Regions from separate parts of the Mus musculus genome. Here region 1 is linked to region 2. A link is a contact called in public HiChIP or PLAC-seq data. All regions are on one chromosome and are shown on one strand. Each heading gives the region's core, a stretch centred on a gene start, on an enhancer-like site or on the middle of the called end of the contact. The rest is flanking DNA. Distances are from core to core; before and after follow the strand shown.

Region 1 (6,517 bases), core at 1,300-3,799, 380 kb before region 2:
AACTAAGTCTTTCTTTGTATCACTCTGGTCAACTTAGTTATCTCTTGACTCTATTTCAACATTAAGTTGCAAGCCAGGCCTGCCGGTGCACACCTTTAATCCCAGTGCCTGGGAGGCAGAAGCCACCTGGTCTACATATAAGTTTCAGGCCAGCCAGGGTGACATAGTCTCGAAAAAATATGGCTTATATTTTCAGTGCCTCAGACCCAGCGTTCCTGTCTCCCCAGCCTGATCTGTCCAGGTTGGAACTGTCGCTCTTTACACAAAGTACAAAGACTGCTGTAGGTGCACAGATAAAAGGGCAGGAATGCTGGGATCTTGTCTCGGGACTCCAGGATGAGCTGTATACTTTGCCCTCTGTCCCAGCTCTGTGCCCACTGACAGTGGAAAATAGATGTAGTGTTTCCTCCCTGATGTTTTTTTCCCTTGTGGAAACCCCCTCAGACCTTGGGTGGCACACTTAGAGGACTGGGAAGCCCTGGGTTTCTCTGTTTTTAAGTTGGAGGACAGGATTGCAAGGTTGGCACTCCCAGCCTCCTGTGAAGTGAGCAAAAGCAAGGGAAGTGCCACTTCACGGGGCCCAGAGATTGCTGAGCTGCTGCTAGGCAGGGAGAAATAAGCCAGTGTGTGAGCCTTCCTCTGTGTGGCTGGGTGGGGGAGGGGTGGCTTGGCTCCCCAAGCTGGAGCTGTCCTGTCTCTGGGGCTCACCCTTTGTGGAACACCCTGGGTGTTGAGATGAGCATGAGACACACATAGTGAAGCTGTCTCAACCCTCTGTGTCCTCAGCTCCAATTGCCCTGTTTCTTCCTTCTTTTCAGTCAATCCCTAGAAAGTAGCATCAGGTCTCTCCTCTTACCCTACCTACTATAGTCTAAAATCCTCTGTGCTGGAACCCAGAGGTGGAAAGGACAAAAAAGGGAAGAGTCCTTCAGTGTGGGCTTGCTCACGCTCTCTCTCTCTCTCTCTCTCTCTCTCTCACTCTCCCTCTCCCTCCCCCCCCTCTCTCTCTCTTTCTTTTCCTTTTTCAGACAGTGTTTCTCTGTGTAACTCTGGCTGTCCTGGAACTCACTCTGTAGACCAGGCTGGCCTCAAACTTTTGAGTGTAGTGCCTCTGTCTCCTGAGTGCTGGCATTAAAGGCATGTGCCACTACACATAGTTCAAGCCTTTTTTTTTTTTTAAGGCTGAGAACTAGGCTCTCTTGGGCTCTTCCCTGCTGCTGCTGAGAAGGGGTAGAAAGAGCCTCAGCCCTTGGCCTGGTCCCAGTCCCACACTGACCTCATGTCTCCCCCAGCTTCCTCCTCCCAGCCCAGCTGCAGCCAGCTGCAACCCCAGTGTGAGCCTCCTTGTTTTACCTACAAACAAACAAACAAACAAACTTGCAGTGCCCTTTTCCTGGCCTGTCTTTGGTCAAAGGTCTTCAGCGATTCTAGTCCATACCTTGGCTTATCTTCTACTTTTTCTTCCCACTTTCTCCAGCCCCTCTGAGTTACCACTGCTTGACTTCTCACTCTTTTAGTGGAGGACAGAGCAATCTAGTTTGTGTGTGCATTACCCTAACTTTCTGTTTCTCTGAGTGAGGAAGAAGTTGGCTACCTCTCTCCAGTGTCTCTTGGGCATAGAGGCTTTCCTTGTTCCCAGTCTCAATGTCAGGATTGATTGGGGGTGAGGAGTGGAGCGGGTGTGTGTCACTCTGCAACTTTTGCTCAGCCCTGTGCTGGGCTTCTACACATAAACAGGCTTGCCTCCCCATAGATCATCCAGTAGGAGTCCAGCACAAGGAACAGAATAGTCACTACTGGGAAAGGTGGAAGCGGGGAGCTGTGTGTGATAGGCTGGAGAAGGTGGGGACAGAACTGAGCCCAGGGAAGAACCTGAAGGGCGCACAGCATTCATGGGGGTGAGCTCTTGTGTGTACAGAGGAGCAGATTAAGCTCATAGTTGTTTTGTTTTGTTTTTTACTGACAGCCACATGTGCTGGACTCAGTCAGCTAGGGAGTCAGAAACCAGGCAGGACTTTTCCCAGTCTAAGAACAAGAGATAAGATTCTGACCAGCTTCCACATGAAATAAACAGGGACTAGACTTTGGATCAGTGAAGTCACTTGTGACTTGGATTGGGACATACACACACCTTGGGTTTTCCAAGGCAGAGTTTTTCGGTGTAGCCCTGGCTGTCCTGGAACTCATTCTGTAGACCGGGCTGGCTTTAAACTCAAGAGTTCTGCCTGCCTCCACTTCCAAAGTGCTTGGTTTAAAGGCATGTGCCACCACCACCCAGCTGGTACAGAAACCTTCTTGGAGGAGCTGCAGCAGGGCTTGGCCCTGTTTGGTATTGCTTGTGTGTTGGGGTAGAGACTTATGCAGGTCACTTTGCAGAGGTAAGGGCTGGGATGTGCATTCTCAGTAGGGAGGGTTGCAAAATACTAAGAGCCTTCCTTGTGCAGGCTACAGGAGTACACTTACCCATCTTTTAGAGCCCATGCCTCCCCTCCCCCGCTCTCAGTTGGGACACTTCCCCTGCTCTAACTGCCACAGAAATCAGGCAATCAGGCAAACATCAGTACTTCCTTTTCCTCCCTCTTCTGGACCTGCCTAGGACACACCCCAACGCCAGGGCCCACTGGATGCAAGCTGAACTTCAGGGACCAGACTCTCACCCTGACAGGTTCCACCCTCCTGCCCCATGAGCTATCTTCCCACACTAACTCTTCTAGAGCCATTTCAAACTAATTCACAAGATTTTTTTGGTTATCATTATTCTCCACTAAGACTCAGCATTGTAATATTGTTGGTTGGGGCAGGCTTGAGAGGGGTCCGTCCTACTCCTCATAAGTGCTTTCCCAACAGATCAGAAGGCAGTGGCTGTGCACTCCTGTGTGTCTAGCCCTACACTCACAGCTTTTCTGTGGTTGAGGAGACAGAAACCCAGCCTGCTATTTAAGGGGGCATCTACCACTTATGTACAGAGAAGGAGATCCACAGCCAAAGCAGAGTTAAAAGAGGTAACGATGCTATGGAGCCTTATGGAGTGGTGAGACTTAGCCTAGGCCCAGAAGAATGGGGAAGATTTGAAAGGGGAAAGGGAATAGCAACAGAAAGGAAAACAAGCATAAACTCTGAGAGACAAGAATGAGTAGGACTTGATAGGTGTGGTGCCCACCTTCAATCCCAGCATTTGGGAGACAGAGGCAAGTGGATCTCAGAGTTCAAGGCCAGCCTGGTCTACAAACTCCAGGCTAGCTAGGGCTACACAATGAAGCTGTCTTGAAAAAGGAGGAGGAGAAGGGATAAGAAGAGGAGAATGACGGAGACTTGCTTTACAAACACCTTGTAGACCCTTTTGGAGCAAGGGAGCTAGGAACTCATAAGTACCTATATCATGCAATACTGTATATTAATGCACTTAAGCTTTATAGTAACCCCGTGAGAGAGTACTGCTGTAGCCACAATTGAGAGATAAGGAAAATGAAGATTAACGAGGCAATTCATTCTAAGTCCAGGGTCACACAACTGATAAGTGGTGGGAAAAAGAGTTTAAATCCAGGTCTGTATGATTCTAAAACCCCTCACAATTGAATGACAAAGTGAGAATCCAGGCATGAGTTTAAGTAGTTAAAGGAAGCTTATCTGACCCACTTCAGCCAGAGAATTTGAGGGAAAAGACTTGCCATACAGCTGGAGATAGCATGCCAAAGACAAAGTACTTGCCCAGCATGTGTGAAGCTCTAGGTTCAATCCTCACTAATGCTAACAACAACAACAAGATAATAAAATAAAGGTGAAAAGAGAATAGTTGTATTGGGAAAGGGGGAAAGTTTGAACTGGGAGTAAGTAGGGAGCAACTAGATCCTACTCACACATGCGCATATGTCATGCTTATTGCCTGTAGGGATGGAAGGCTTTGCTCTTGTCGCTGCCAATGTACATGGCACGAGATAATTTACAAAGTAGAATGCACCCTCATTCTGTACCCTCATGAGGCCAGGAAGGCGAGTGTTATGGCTGTTGCTGTAGATGAAGAAACTGAGGCTGACGTAAAGGAAATGACTAATTTGTTCAAGGCTCCACAGTTATCTGGGAGCCATCAGATACAGTGAAAAAAACTTGGGGCTTTGGATCACAGAGCTAAGTTTGTGTCCTGGCTCCCATACTCTAAGTAGCTGTGTGAGGTTAGATTACTTTTAACAGTTAGGGTTAGGGTGTTTTATTGAGGATCTAGGTCAGCAGGGTGAGCTCAGTGGGTCAGATTCAGGTATCTGGTGCTCTTGATCATATGCCACACTAAGTCATTCATAATCCTTTTCCGGTGCCAGCCTGGAAGCTACTCTCCCTCCCCACTCCTGTGAGGGCTGACTTACTGATCGCTGGTTGATAACCACCTCCCTAGAGAGCCTGTTGCACTTTTGGTCTCTTGGGCCTGTGACTGCTGGCTAACATTCCCTCCTTGCCTTCCTGTCTGTGCAGCCCATTGCTGGATTTGAGGGGGCCATAGTCTTACTGCCACTTCATCCGCTTCTGAACGGACCTGAAGATTTCAGGCCCAGGAATTCTGCTGTGAAATGCCAGGACCCAAATAATACAATGGACACAACTAATGATCCATGTTAGGATACCAGAAAATAGATTTCATTCTGAAGTTTTCCTATGTGTGCATATTTTATACACACAGTCACCCCCATTCCCTCTCCTCACCCCTTCTGTCTACACATTGCCCTTCCTCTTCCCAAGTAGTTCCCCTTCTGCTTCTCTCTCTCTCTCACACACACATACACACACATATTTAAAATATATTTAAATTTAGATTTCACATATGAACTATGAATCTTTTCCTCTGTAGGCCTAAGTCTTTTTTGTTTCGAGGCAGGTTTTTATTATGTATCTCTGATAGGCCTAGAACTCACTAGGTAGACCAGGTTGGTCCAAAGCTTGCATAATCCTGCCTCTGCTGCCTGAATGCTGGGATTACTGGTAAACTTACCCCGTCTAGCTTGTTTTACTTCATTCACCTAGTGCCCTTGTTGTAGATTTCTTAAGATTTATTTTTTAATTATGTGTATTTGTGTCTGTCTGTCTGTCTATATGTTTTTTCATACAAGTGTCAATAGGCTTCCCTGGAGCTGGAGTGACAGGCAGTTATGGAGCTGCTCAGAGAGGGTCGGGGCTGGGAATTGAACTCAGGTGTTCTGCAAGGCAGTACCTGCTCTTAATTGCTGAGCCATCTCTCCAACCCTGTCATAGACTTTCTACTTCATTACCTGAAAAGAGAAACTGAGGCCCAGACAGATAAGTGCCCAGTGCTTGGCCGCAGTGAGTCCGAGAGCTGCAGTAGAATTAGGTCTGTGGTCTTGCAGCTTGAGACTCCCTCTGCTACCCTGGAGGGCCTTATGTACATCTGCTACCCACTCTGAGGGACGACTGCTGACTCTCCTGAGCTTGAACACGCACTCGTTTACAGCAGATGGGAATCCTGTTGGTGGGAGTGAGAAGTTACCTCATCCAGTTGCACCATTTCCCTCCCAGCTGGTCCGAGAAGAGAGCGTTCTGGGAGAGAACCAGTCCCAGAGGTTGGGTCCATTGAAGCCTCACAGCACCAAAGTTCCATCATTTCTGCTTCCCAGCAATGGGTTGCCCTGGTGCCATCATGCATATTGACTTTGACTTTTGAGGCTTTGGAACAAATCCTGAGAGACTAATGAGAGGAGTCCATAAGTAGTTCGTTAATGATCTAACAGATCCCTGTACTGAGGAAGAACAAAAGTTGACCAGGTACTATCCTCAGTGCTTTAAAAGTAATGACTAATCCATAACATAAGTACATGCTGTAGGTATTATGTCCATTTCACAGGTAAAAATACTAAGGTTTGAAGAAGTAGTTTTTCCACTGTCATTGCTAGAAACAGGGATTCGACATTAGGCTGGTACCAGAGCCCATATAATGCTGCAGATTTGCAACATCTTGCTCAGTACCTCTCCTTGTTTCAATGTTTATTTAGGGTGGGGGTTCAAGACAGGATTCCTCTGTGTGACAGCTCTGGCTGTCCTGGAACTCTCTCTGTAGACCAGGCTGTCCTCAAACCCACAGAGATAGGCCTGCTTCTGCCTCCCAAGTGCTGGGACTAAAGGTGTGCGCCACCACACCCAGCATCTCCCCTTCTTTCTGATGTTTGTCTTGATGGGATAGGGATGACACCAGGATAACTGAACAAGAAGTGGTTTTTCTTTTGTCTTCATCTTTTCTTCTCAGTAGGTACAGGTCTCCTAAATCATGAATGTCCCTCTCATCTCTCCACAGGTCACTACTTCAGTGGGGTCCAGAAGAGAGAGGAGGCACTGCCTCCACGACAGTAACTTTACAGCACAATGCAGAGCATCAAGTGTGTGGTGGTGGGCGATGGGGCCGTAGGCAAGACGTGCCTTCTCATCTGCTATACAACTAACGCCTTCCCCAAGGAATACATCCCCACTGTGTTTGACAATTACAGCGCCCAGAGTGCGGTTGATGGGCGCACCGTGAACC
Region 2 (6,640 bases), core at 3,869-6,368:
TTAGAACATCTTAGTGATTCGGAGCATTTTGTAGGGGGAGGGGCTGGGGCAAAAGGTCAGATTTGGATGGGTAGTCCCTGCTGGGGGGACTTGGAGCATGCCCCTCAAACTAGGTCCAGTCGCACATAGATAAAATTGGCCTTTATTTGGAGACGGGTTTGTTCTTCTATGTTTAATCCTCGGGTGAAATGACCTGAAGATATTTGTGTCTGTTTTCCGCATGGTCAAGCAGGGAGTGGAGAGAGGCCTGGGCTGGGCCAGGTTTTCTGGGCTTTTTCCTGTGCTCCGAGTAGGTGGGTTGTATTTTACCCAGTAGGAGTGGAAGACTCCTTGGCGCTTGGTGCTTCAACCGGACTGACTTCCTGGGCCTGGAGTTGGCGATTAGAGTAAGTAGATTAACAGCCACTTGGCTGGGTCCCAGAATGAATATTTCAGTGAGAGAATGAATGCGTAGGATGGGTCTGATGGTGTAAAGCTGTATTCCTGTCTGCTCTGGAGGCAGAGGCAAGGAAATTGGTCACAGAGTGAGGTCAAGGTCAACTTGGGTGACTTAGCGAGATCGTGTCCCAAAATGAAACCTGAAAGGAAGGTTTGTGGTGGGTCCAGCAGTAGAGTGCTTACCTAGCAAGTACAAGTCCTTAGACTCAGCACTCGCTTCTACAGAAGGTGAAGGGCAGTGGAATAATGCAGGATAATGGGCTGTGGAGCAGAGCGCAGAGCTGGGTGGGCACTCAATCCCTGACTCACTCTGCCTTCTGTGCCTCGATGTGTGTGCCTAAGAAGTTTGAGGATCCTGTCAGGACACCCAAAGATTTTTTTTTTTTTTTTTTTTTGGTTTGGTTTTTCGAAACAGGGTTTCTCTGTATAGCCCTGGCTGTCCTGGAACTCACTTTGTAGACCAGGCTGGCCTCGAACTCAGAAATCCGCCTGCCTCTGCCTCCCGAGTGCTGGGATTAAAGGTGTTCGGCACCACCAAAGTTTTTGTTATTGTTTTTCTGGTTTGCTTTTAAAGACAAGAGTTTCTCTGTGCTGCCCTAGAACTTGTTCCATAGACCAGGCTGGCCTTGAACCACAAAGATCCAGCTGCCTTCTGGGATCAAAGCCATGTGCCACCCCTGCCCAACTTGTTTTTATGTTGGGATTTCACCATCCCAGGCTGGTTACACATTTGGTATGAAATTAAAAGTGACCTTGCATTTCTAATCCTCCTGTCCCTAAATTCTGAGAATTCACTACCAACTGAGGTATATCTCCAGTCCCAGATACCAAGGTCTTTTGGGTTTGTTTCTTTCCTTTATTTTATTCTAAAATAGTCAGATTATCTCTGTAACCTTGGCTGTCCGGGTACTAGCTCTGTAAGCCAATCAGATCTCTCTGCCTTTGCTGGGACTAATGGCGTGCTCTGCCGTACCAGCTGGACATTAATTTTAAGGGAAATATGCTAATATGGAGATTAGATAGGCCTGTGAGCTGGGAACTCCAAACTGAATACATGACCACTTCAAGGTACGGTCAAGGGGACGGTTTTTATTGTAGGTATAAGGGAAAGCACAGCCAGAGAGAAAGTAGTAGATTAAAAATGGGTAGCGGACTGAGCTGGGCCATGAGAGAAGAAAGGGGGAGGTGGTGAACAGGGGCAAGAGAGGAAGACAAAAGAGAACATAGCTGAAATACCAGAGTTGTAAGGGAATGATCGGGGAGGGGAAAGTTTAGGAGTCAGAGAAGTTTAGGAGAGGGGGCAGGGTACTCAGGGCTGAGAGAAGACATAGGTAATGATACTGAGGGAACCTGGAGGCCAGCAGGCACCCTGCTATGCTATTAGGCACCACAGATAGTCCTGTGCCCTGAGTTTCTTTTGGCCCTGACAGGAAGTACATTTGAGACAGCTTTATCAACTCCTGAATAGAACATGGACTTACAGGGAGGTGGAAAGGATTTGAAACATTTCAGCCATTTTGAGGAGGGGGCGGGGAACAGGTATAGCCGGTCACTTTCCAAAATCAGTGTCTTAAATCAGCTATAAGCTTGACCGTCAAGGGAACAGGCTCCGAAGTCTCCTAAGAATCTCTGGGAAGGGCCTGTTGAACTGTTGACCTAAAAAAGGCAGAAAGGCGTGGCGGAAAACAACTTGAATTCCAGCACTCAGGGGGCAGAGGCAAGTGGATCTCTCTGAGTCTGAGGCCAGCTGGTCGACAAGGTGAGATCCAGGACCGCCAGGGATACACTTGACACCCAGGGATACACAGAGAAACTGTGTTTTGAAAAACAAAACCAGGGGGGTGGATAATGGGGACTTTTGGGATAATATTTGAAATGTAAATGAGGAAAATATCTAAGACAAAAAAAAATAACGAGGACAGTCTTTAAAAAAAGTAGAAGAAAGAGAGATGGAGAGAGAAAGAAAGAAAGACACAGAAAGGAAGGAAGAAAGAAAGAAAGGAAGAAAGAAAGAAAGAAAGAAAGAAAGAAAGAAAGAAAGAAAGAAAGAACAAAAGGCAGGCAGGCAGGCAGGAAGGAAGGAAGAAAGGAAGGAAGGAAGGAAGGAAGGAAGGAAGGAAGGAAGGAAGGAAGAAAAATACAGAAAGAAACGAGCACACAAAAAGAAAAGGCCTGGGTGTGGCTGAATGTATTTATAGTTTCAGCTCTGTAGGATGTCAGGGGAATTTCTTCTGCTCAGATTTTTTTTTTTTTTTAAGTTTTTTTCAAGGCAGGGTTTTTCTGTGTAGCCCGGGCTTTCCTGTCACTCTCTCTATACCAGGTTGGTCTCAAGTTAAAGATCTGCCTGCCCAGTGCTGGCTCAAAGGGTTGTACCATTATCTGGCCTTAGCACAGGATTTCAAGGATAGCCTGGGCCTACAAACAAACAAACAAACAAATTCTACAAATCTTCAATTTATCCGTCGCTTCTTAAGGTTTTTGTTGTTTGTTTTGTTTTATTCTGAAACAGGGTCCCACTGTGTTTGCTGTGGTTGCCCTGGCTGTCTTTGAACTTAGAGATCTGCCTCTCTCTGCTCCCCTAGTGCCGGGATCAAAGGCCTGTATCTCCAAACTAATACTTAATCTTTAAATTCTTTTTTTTTTTTTTTTTTTTTTCGAGACAGGGTTCCTCTGTATAGCCCTGGCTGTCCTGGAACTCACTTTGTAGACCAGACTGGCCTCGAACTCAGAAATTTGTCTGCCTCTGCCTCCCGAGTGCTGGGATTAAAGGTGTGTGCCAACACGCCCGGCTCATCTTTAAATTTTTTTATACAAAGTCAATTGGTATCAAAATCTGATTTGTCAATCGTGGTGGTACAAGGCAGATCTCTTTTGAGTTCAAGGCCAGCCTGATCTGCAAGACCAGCTTGATCTATAAGACCAACCTGGTCTATAGCAAGTTTCAGAGTAGCCAGGGCTACATAGTGAGACCTTACCTAAAGATCCAAACCAAATAAAACAGAATTCCTGAGTTAATTACTATACAGGCGCTAGAGAGATGGTTCAGGCGGTAAAGGCACTTGCTGACAACCTGAGAACAATCCCTGGGTCCCTTACGCTAGAAGGAGAGAACCAACTCCTGCAAGTTGTCCTTCCACCTCTACATACAGGTTCAGGCATGCACACGTGTATACCCAAATGAATTAAATACATAGTAGATACTAGGCAAAGGTTTTTGTTGTTGTTGTTGTTTGGTTGGTTTTGTTTTTTTCGAGACAGGGTTTCTCTGTGTAGCCCTGGCTGTCCTGGAACTCATTCTGTAGACCAGGCTGGCCTTGAACTCAGGCCTGCCTCTGCCTCCCAAGTGCTGGGATTAAAGGCGTGAGCCACCACTGCCTGGCAGCCAAGCTCTTTTTACAGAAGTTGAAAACTTGTGACTTGTTATGAACAATAGTCCTCAGCATTCCAAGAAGTTATGTGACCTTACTCAAGTTGGGCTTACAAATTAGAAGCATTTTTTGTTTTATAGATCTTTTTAGCATAGTAATTTCAATTTAAAACATCACAAATTGAGGACTGGAGAGACAGTTCATGGGTGAAGAGCACTGGCTATTTTTAGAGGCCCCACATTCGTTTCCCAGCACCCACATGGTTGCTCACAGCCATCTCTAACCCTAGTCCTAAGGGCCCTGACACCCTCTTCTGGTCTCTGGGTACACTGCATGCATGTGGTGTATAGAATACATGCAGAGTGGATCAGTGTGACGGACGAATGGTTTTAGTGACTAGTTGTGTCTAGATCCTATTGCACTGATGGTCATGAAGTTGAAACATGGGGGAAAATGAACTTTATACCCTTCTTCATGACTTCTGTCCTTTTGCCTGCCTCCTTTCTCATCTCCTAATATTACAGTCTTGGTTTCCTCTCTAAATTTTTAGACTTTTAACCCTCACCTAAACCTGTATCAGCTTTTATAAAAATCTTTTCAAAACTTCACACTGAAGCATCTGCCTCCAAAGGTTTTGAATGTGAACGTGGGTAAACTCTGTTCTTTCAAATGGCCCATCTCTTATTTTTTAATTGCCCTGTGTGAGTCTCAGGACCACTAAGTCTAACAGGCTGTGACCAGTGATTGTCTCTAGGGCATCTGAGCCTCACAGAGTCTGGGAAGACTGACAGGAGGAGGTGACCCAAGGTCTGTGAGTGCAGGCTCCACCCACTGGAGCTGAGCACACACTTGGAGGTTCCACTTACCTTAGCTCTGCCTTCAGGGTCTGACATGGCTCACCTGATGACTGTGCAGTTGTTGCTCCTGGTGATGTGGATGGCCGAATGTGCTCAGTCCAGAGCTACTCGGGCCAGGACTGAACTTCTCAATGTCTGCATGGATGCCAAACACCACAAAGAAAAACCGGGCCCTGAGGACAATTTACACGACCAGGTAGGACGAAGGGTGATGTGTGGCTGACTAAGGGCTCGTGGGTCAGGAGAAAGAAGTATCTAGTCCCAGTTTATGGTGGAGGTGGTCAGACCTACCTGAGGAGACCTTCGGTTCTCTCTAGTGTGGGTGACTTTGACAGTACATATTGGCTGCCAACTGCCAGTGTGATATTATCAGCTCATCTTCCTGGTAGCTGAGTTTTGACGTTGCATAAGTAAGGAAGTAGATTCAAGGAGGAACTTGGGAATGGAACAGGCAAACCATTGTGATGGTTTTAGATTTAAACTGATTGGGGAGGACGCCTCTGGGAGTCTCAGGGGAGGGACTGTATGCTGCCCAGTCACTTTTCTGCCAGCCTTTGAAGACTTGAGAAGGAGACTCTCATATCTGAGAAGCCTTTGGAGGCAGGCATCTAGCGAACACTTGGACTGTGGTCCTCAGCTTGAGGGCTGGAGGGCTTGAGGGCTCTGTGTTATAACAGTTGTTTGCCATAGTGCTTTTAGTATCCCAAAGCTCACTAAACATTTAATAAAATCAGTGTGATGCAACAACTATGAAGTCAACCAGCAGCAGGTCTGCTATTGGGGAGGTACAATCAGTGCAGACAACAAAGTGGGAGGGGGGTCTCAAAAAAAGCCAAGATGAGGGCTGGAGAGTTGGCTCAGTGGTTAAAAGCACTTGTTGAGCTTGCAGAATACCAAGGTCTGATCCACAACATCCAAGGTGGTGGATCCATCCCCTTTCAGGGGATGCAATGCCCTCTTCTGACCTCTGCAGGCACCAGGTGTGCATGTGATACATATAAAATAAATAAAGCTAATAAGTAAATAAGCAAATAGGCCTGGGGATGTAGCTCAGCTGATAGAGTACCTGCATGGCAGTCACAAATCTCTAGCACCATATGGAACTGGATGTGTTGACACATAAATGTAACCTCAGCCCAGGGGAGGTAGAGGTAGTCAGGGTCAGAAGTTCAAGGTTACCTTCAGCTACATAGTGAGTTCAGTGCCAGTCTGGAATATATGAAACCCTGTCAAGAAAGGGATAGAGAGAGGGAGGAGAGAGGGAGGAGGCTATTTTTATTATTTATTTTTTGAGACAGGGTTCTACTATGTAATTCTGGCTAGCCTGACTCTCACAGAGATCTGTCTGCCTCAATCTCCTGAGTGCTAGGATTAAAGGTGGACATACCACACCACAAAAAAATTTAAAAAAGCAAAAGAAAAGCAATCTGTATCATGTGCATCAATGGATAAATGAGCATGTTGACTCTATTAGCTGAGAGCTGTCAGGTTCTATTTGCTGCTGGTTTTTTGTTTATTTGTTTTTATGTATTTATTTTTATGGTATTTTGCATGCATATTTGTCAATCAAAGAAGTGCAGTGCATGCAAAGGCCAGAAGAGGGTGTTGGAGTCTCCACGACCAGAGTTATAGGTGGTTGTGAGCCTCCACGTGCATGCTGGGAGCTGAATCCAAGTCCTCTGTAAGAATGACAAGTGCTCTCAACCCCTGAGCCATCACTCCAGGCTCTATTTACTTTTTGTAATACTTAAGCTAAGCAGTGGTGATGCATGTGTTTAATCCTAGCACTTGGAGGCAGAGGCAGACGGATTTCTGAGTTTGAGATCAGCCTGGTCTACATAGTGAGGTCCAGGATAGTCAGATCTACACAGAGAAACCATGTTCTAAATAAATAAATAAATAAATAAGCCTAAATAAAATTTAAAAATATTTAAGATTTGTACCTTGAGAATTCCATATGTACATACAATGTATTTC

What was found. HiChIP or PLAC-seq counts read pairs in DNA pulled down with a chosen protein or histone mark.
Region 1: a contact with region 2 is called in an H3K4me3 HiChIP or PLAC-seq map of bone marrow-derived macrophages, with 3 times the contacts expected there. The contact joins two enhancer-like sites. A contact is called at or near these places in 1 of 115 datasets of contacts at active chromatin or transcription factors (bone marrow-derived macrophages) and 1 of 9 other capture datasets (liver).

What each region holds. Positions count from the first base shown.
Region 1 is chr7:102,240,088-102,246,604 of GRCm38.p6, reverse strand. Rhog (ras homolog family member G) reads left to right here. Exons shown (of 2, transcript NM_019566.3): 2 at 6,293-6,517. The coding sequence starts at 6,361. Among named protein-coding and RNA genes, the nearest start is that of Rhog, 6.8 kb to the left of the region's middle. Within about 2 kb of position 2,549, at least 102 of the 459 cell types and tissues checked have an H3K27ac peak or open chromatin away from gene starts, as enhancers often do. A contact at or near this core is called in bone marrow-derived macrophages, where this site is marked.
Region 2 is chr7:101,862,144-101,868,783 of GRCm38.p6, reverse strand. It overlaps Folr1 (folate receptor 1 (adult)), which reads left to right. Exons shown (of 7, transcript NM_001252554.1): 3 at 317-386; 4 at 4,690-4,859. The coding sequence starts at 4,698. Among named protein-coding and RNA genes, the nearest start is that of Gm35597, 5.2 kb to the left of the region's middle. Within about 2 kb of position 5,118, at least 3 of the 459 cell types and tissues checked have an H3K27ac peak or open chromatin away from gene starts, as enhancers often do. A contact at or near this core is called in bone marrow-derived macrophages, where this site is marked.